Regions from separate parts of the Pan troglodytes genome. Here region 1 is linked to region 2. A link is a contact called in public HiChIP or PLAC-seq data. All regions are on one chromosome and are shown on one strand. The core of a region is the stretch at or near the end of the contact, and the rest is flanking DNA. Distances in the headings are between cores, read along the strand shown.

What was found. HiChIP or PLAC-seq counts read pairs in DNA pulled down with a chosen protein or histone mark.
Region 1: a contact with region 2 is called in an H3K4me3 HiChIP or PLAC-seq map of stem cell-derived excitatory neurons, with 8 times the contacts expected there. The contact joins the promoter of IRX6 here to the promoter of LOC746904 in region 2. A contact is called at or near these places in 3 of 7 Hi-C or Micro-C datasets (induced pluripotent stem cells and stem cell-derived neural progenitor cells), 1 of 1 datasets of contacts at active chromatin or transcription factors (stem cell-derived excitatory neurons) and 1 of 1 other capture datasets (stem cell-derived neural stem cells).

Annotation. Positions count from the first base shown.
Region 1 is chr18:53,277,218-53,280,498 of NHGRI_mPanTro3-v2.0_pri, forward strand. IRX6 (iroquois homeobox 6) reads left to right here and starts at 1,632. Exons shown (of 6, transcript XM_001167355.6): 1 at 1,632-2,565. The coding sequence starts at 2,521.
Region 2 is chr18:52,879,635-52,882,448 of NHGRI_mPanTro3-v2.0_pri, forward strand. LOC746904 (colorectal neoplasia differentially expressed) reads right to left here and starts at 1,394. Exons shown (of 5, transcript XM_016929855.4): 1 at 1,283-1,394.

The DNA.
Region 1 (3,281 bases), core at 382-2,881, 400 kb after region 2:
GTATTTCTACTATCTAATTTTATTACTTTACAATTGACATACCTTCCCTCTGGAAATGTTTGCAATTAATTAATTAGCAGTAATCTTCCCCAAGGGATGAATTTAATGAATACTCTCCAATTCTTACTTTAAAAAAATAGCATAGATGTATCCAAGCTGCAAGTGTGTGGATAGTTCCAAAGTGCATTTTGAAAAATCAAGGGATCTATCTATTACTGTGAATTTTTATCACTAAGTCAATCTGGTGAGGACTATAATTCTTTTTCTAACTAGGAGTTTCCCTGGATGAACGCAAGGTTTCTCCAAGGTAACAGCAGCAGCAGCAGCAGTAGCTGTGTTTGTTAGTATTTAGAATGGAGCTTGTCCCCATGTTAACAATCTCTTAAGCAGAGGAGTCTCTGGTTTGTGGCTTCTTTAAGCTCCTTGAGCATTCTGCAGAATGTGTTTTAGAGATGTCATGCTAAAGAGATCAGAGAAAGGTGCTAGTGGCAAACTTGGAGTTGAGGTACGCCCCGTCCAGGGCCCCAGACCTTGCCCCGCCTCATACAAGAACCCAGAGCCGTTGCTATCTTCTGGGCCACAGGCTCTCGCGTTTCAACTAGAAAATAAAACTGGGCCCTTGAACCAACCCCTATGGCTCCTTGGAGGAGTTGCAGTAAGAGCCTGGGAGAGCATTTTAAAAGTATAAAGCGCGGTGACCCCGGTAAGTGAAAGGCAAGGCTTTCTGAGGTTTCTGGCCTGCAAATCCCACTGGATCCCTGCAGTGCCCACCGAAGACCTTCCCCTACCAGACCGACAGTCCCTTTTCACCCCTAGACGTCGCGGGTTGGAGGCTCTCAGAAGGGCAGCTGGGGCCAGAGTACTGAGCCTTCAGATGTGCAGTCTACCGTGCTCGCAAATTGGAGGTTCCATGTCTCGGGGCCAGGCCTAGAGGAGGTAGCCCCTTCCTGGGTACCAACGAGCCTCCCCCACCCCCGCCACCGCCCACCCATCAGTGCCCCTTTGAAGACCCCTGGGATGGAGTGAGGGGGTGGTCAGACCGCTGGGCCCAGCCCGGCATCCAGGAGGAGCGCAGGGAATGGGCCGCCCTCCCGGAGCGCTCCACTGCGGCTCTCCAGCGCCACCCCCAGCGGAGCGCAGGGGCTGCAGCCCGGACCGGGCGCCTTCTTCAGGCTCCCTGGCTGCCCCGCGGCCACTGCGGGAGGCGCGCGCGCGAGGCAGCCAAGCCTTGCCTTCGGAGGAGATGGCCAGGGATCTTAGCAAGCAGCCTGCGGCTGCCAGGGATCGGACCTGGCGAGTTTCCCGACGGAATCTGAGGGATCCCGAGCCTCGGCCTCGAGGGGGCGCTATCCGGCCTACTCGAGGACCAGGCAGCTGCAGAAGCTCCAAGGTCAAGGCCCTGGGCCGGGCCAGGGCTTGGAGAGCCGGAATCTAGCCCGAGTCCTGGGGAGGCTAAGGCGGGGAACCAGATCCCCGAGGACAAAGATGGGCGGGCCAGTGGGATCCACCGACGCTGCCCGGAGCTGCTCCAACGAGAGCCGGGCCTGTGGCGTGAACAAACTTTACTTCAGCGCAGGGGCGGAGGAACCGGGCTGGAGACTTCTCCCCCGGGCCTCTGCTCTCCTCCACCTGCCAGTGCTCAGCCTCCGCCCAGCCTTCGCCCACCCCAGCTCCCTCCCCCTCCCCCGCGCGCCTCTGTTCACTCAGACTCCTGTCTCCCCTCTCCCCTCCTCCTTCTCCCTCTTGCCTTTCTCCCCCACTTTTCTCCTGTCTCTTCTTTTGTATTCTCTCCTCCCTCGCCGTCCCGGTTGCCTCTCGCCTCCTCCGGGCCGCAGGGGAGGAGGTGAGCGCGCTGCGCCCGGGGCCTGCGCGGCTCAGAGGGAGGCGTTTCTCCTACTTCTCCCGGGTAATTTAGAGAGGTTGTGTGTGTGTGCGCGCGCGCGTGAGCTCCAGGCGAAAAGGGGTAGGATTCAGCGCCGAGCAGAGAGGGTCAGGGTTTTTGACGTTCCTCGCCAGCTGCACAAACCTCCCGGAGCAAGTGTGAGTGTGGATGAGAGTGCGCGCGCGCGCACGGGCTGGCTGCGCTTGGCACGCTTGGTGGCCCAGGGTCCCGGGGCCCGGGGTCCCGTCTGGCGGCCCGGGATTACCGTGACGTCACATTGAGCCTCTGGCCACCTTGGACTGGGACACCTCCGGAGCCTCACAGCCCCGCGCCGCGCCGCGCCTCACCTCGCCACCACGCGCCTTTGGGAACCCGCATCTTCTTCCTTCCCCTGCCCATCCATGGGCCCTTCTGTCTTCCGGACCCCACGGGCCGGAGGGGCGCCTTCCGGAGCGCAGGGCTCGGCAGCCGGGCTGCCCTCGGCTCTGCCTCCACTGGGGCCAACCAGGCGAAGGAACCGGCGCTGGGCATCCGCAGCGGTGTAAGGAACTGAGACGCCTCACTGCTGGGGGCGCGGAACAGCTGGGCTGAGACGGGAACTCGACAGGGAAGAGAGAGACGGGCCAGGGACAGCCACCATGTCCTTTCCACACTTTGGACACCCGTACCGCGGCGCTTCCCAGGTAAGAGGCGCCTCTATGGGGGGTAGGGGACAGACTGGGTGGAGGGAGTGCCTAGTGCACGGCGCCTGCCTCTGATCTTCCTCCTCTTGTGTCCTGGGGGAAGCCAGAAGGAGCAAGGACCAGGGTAATGTGTCACAGCCTCCTCTGACATCCCCAGTCCCTAAATGAGAACGTTTCACCCCGGAGTGCACGCTGGAAAATCTTGTGACCTGAAACATGAGCACTCTGACCACGCGCTCAGTGAGGTGGGTGGGATCACAGGGATCTCCCAGTCAGGCCTCCTCCTATACAGAAGTCTGAGGTGGCCGGGAGAGAAAGAAAGAAAGAAAAGAAAGAAAGAAATAAGGAAAGAAAGAAAGAAAGAAAAAGAAAGAGAGAGAGAGAAAGAAAGAAAGAAAGAAAGAGAAAGAAAGAGAGAAAGAAAGAAAGAAGAAAAGAAAGAAAGAAAAAGAAAGAGAAAGAAAGAACTTGTAGGCTACAACGCTGTCCATCTCACCATATTGTTGTTGATTTGTTGACCTCGGCTATTCTCCTACCCCTTCCTTGGGCGGGCCCAAGCTCTCCGGTTCCCTCGATTTTCCAAACCAAAGTGGATGTTGTGCAATGACAAGGGTTTCCTGGGAAAGTTCTGCGGACACCCCCTCCACTGTTCTCCAGCTTTTCTCTAGAGTTCTGAGTGTATTTTCCTGTTGTCTAGTGCCGGCTCGACCTTTGAC
Region 2 (2,814 bases), core at 144-2,643:
GCTATTAACACTAAATAAACAGGAATAACCTCTTTTGCACTTGACTGAAACAATGACAACTGTACAGCCAAAACTTGAAGAACAAGCTCTAGGGCCATGTCCTGACAATACAATTGCGAATCGTACTTTAAAGCTTTAAATTTTAAGAGTTATGCGAAACTGGATCCGTGCAGACATGACAAACCAATAAACCTTTAGGAAGTTTCAAAATGAGAATATTTAATAGTCCTACGTCAAAAACAACCCGAGCAAACTTATCCCTAGTGTAAGTTTAAATGTTTGGAAAGACACAAATTCAACAGAAAGTAAGGGGAGAAAAAGTCTTCTTGGTAACCTAGGATGGGAGGGATACAGATCCCACCTCTGCTGGAAGAGAAAGCTTCAGAGTCAAGACACCAAACTACCGCTAACAAGTATGCAGCTTTCCAAACGGAAAAGCTAATGAATAGGAAGTAAAAAGGAGGGGAGAGTGAAACAAATGGTCACCACTACCCAGATAAAAAGTTAAAACCTCGTGTTTACCAGCAAAAAAGTGAACGCTTTCATATAAAAACGGAGAAAACCCGCCAGATGCTATCTGCATGCCGTCTGCCTGCTAATCATGATCGGCCGTTCCCTTTCTCATATTAACACAATTCTATCTCAGACGCCGGGCGGCCGTGGCCAGCTGAGCAGCAGAGCCATCAATGTGCAAATAAAGCAGAAAATAGAGACATCCTTAAGAAATGAGTCTTAAATTTGACGTAGAGCGGAGGTGACAACCACGGCAACAGAACCATACATTCTAAATGCCTCAATATCTTGCAGGAGTCTCTCCAGCCCCTGACACCAAAAAGAAAACAGTACGAGAAAAGGGGTTAAAAAAATTAAAAAAACAACCAACAAACAAGCCACGGGGCGGGGGCGGGGGCGGGGGCGGGGGGGAGAAAGCGCGGGACTGCCGGAGTGGCAGGATGATGTAATGAGGATGTCTGTGTGACAGACTCGGGTTCTCGGTGGCACAAACCTCCAAGGGCTCTACTCCGGAAAGCCGTGTCCCGGACGAGAGCCGCGGCGACGAAGGGAACAGGCGTGGACAGAGGAGCCACGCCCACGCGCGCCCGCCCCGAACCCCGACACCCGGAGAGGCTCGTCCGGCGCCGACGCGGCCCGAGGCCCAGGCCCTAGCCCACGGGACGTCTGGCCGGGCGCGGGGCACCGCTGCGTCCGTTCGGCCCACGAGGGGACACGACTAGAGGGGTGGACGGCGCGGCCAGAGGGCCTGGCCCGGGCCGGGGCTCACCTCTCCTCCGCCGCGCGGGCGCGCGGGCCGCGGACGCTCCCTCGTGGCTGGCGCGAGCCCCCGGCGGGCGGCGCGCGCGGGCCGTTACCGACCGTTAGCGCCAGGGGCTGCGGCTGCGGCGGGCGGAGCCGGGGGCGGGCGCTGAGGGGCCGTGGGGCCGCAAGAGGCGGGAGCGAGGGGAGCAGGGCGTGGACGCTGCTCCCGGGAGCTCCCGGCGACGACTCGGGCCTACTGCGAGCCCGGGAAGAGGCCGCCGGCGAGGCCGCCACTGGCCGGCTGCGCGCTCCCCCAGGCTCAGGCCGCCTGGGCCGCTCCGCCTCGCTTAGACATTGGCCGGCTGGCAGCCACCTCGGCCCCACGGTCCCCGCCGCCGCTGCAGCCAGCTTCCCGTCTCCATGACAATAGCGCGATCGAGACCCCGCCCCGCCCCGCCCCTTTGGCGCCGAGACTCGGAGGAAAGCGGGGTTACGTCACCAGGGGGCGGAGCCCAGGGAGGCCAGCGCCCAATCATAGGTGAAGGAGGTGTCAGGCACTGGGCTGGGCGGACCCAGGGGCTCTCGGAGAATGTAGTCTGAACCGCTCAGGCCTCTTGGTGGGCGGTGTCTGGGGGAGGGGAGGAGACGGAGGGGAGGAGCCAACGCGCGTGCACGAGAGCGCAGCACCGAGCGGTTGCCGGTGCGGCGGTGGGTTAGTGTGAGCTCGCGAAATAAAGTACATCTCGCCCGTCAAAGTCAATGCGAGAAACTTTGTATATAGTTATGCTTCGGCTTGCGTGTGGCCCCATTATGCGAAGTTCCCGATATCCCGAGCTTCCGCGGCGTGCCCAAACCTGTGCCATCTTCTGTCCTGGTTCACCAGCGCCCCTGTCTGTCCCAGAGTTCGAGTGCGTCCGTGGCTTGTGGTGGCGGGAGGTGGAGAGAAGAGGAGAGGGTCTGTTTTGTATTCTAACTGTGTGGCCGTCGTGGGCAAGGGCTCTGCCTCTGACTCAGTTGTGTGTGTTTGCCTCGCCAGCGCCTCGCTGAACAAACAGTGGTTGGGTTGGGCACTGCTCTGCCCAGTGTTTGCAGTGGAGCGTGGGCGGATGCGAGAGTGCGTGCGAAGGGGAAGGCGACGTAGTTAAACAAAAGGGAAGGGGACCCGCACCCTCCACCACCACCGACTCGGCGGTGCGAGCTGCGTGCGGTGGGAAAACCGGGAGAAAGAGGCTGCGAGGCGTGGGAGTGGAGCTGGGGACGGTCCCGAGACCTCCTCGGGTGTAGCTGATTCTCTGTCTGGCAGTTCTTGCCCACCACCCCTACTCTAGAAAAAGGCTACCCCGGTAGTTCCAGGCACCAGTGTCTTCTCCCTCGCCGTCCGGCGGGGGGTCGGTAGAAGGAAGGCGAGGCGGAGACGTGCAGACCTCATGAGGCCTGTCTCTCGCCCACCTGCTGCTGCCGGCGCAGAGGGGCAGTCATCCCGGACTTCCTGCGCCCTGGGCGCGGGCCATCCATCGGCTCTCCCAGAGACTTTCATTCCGGATCTCCAGCTGGCTC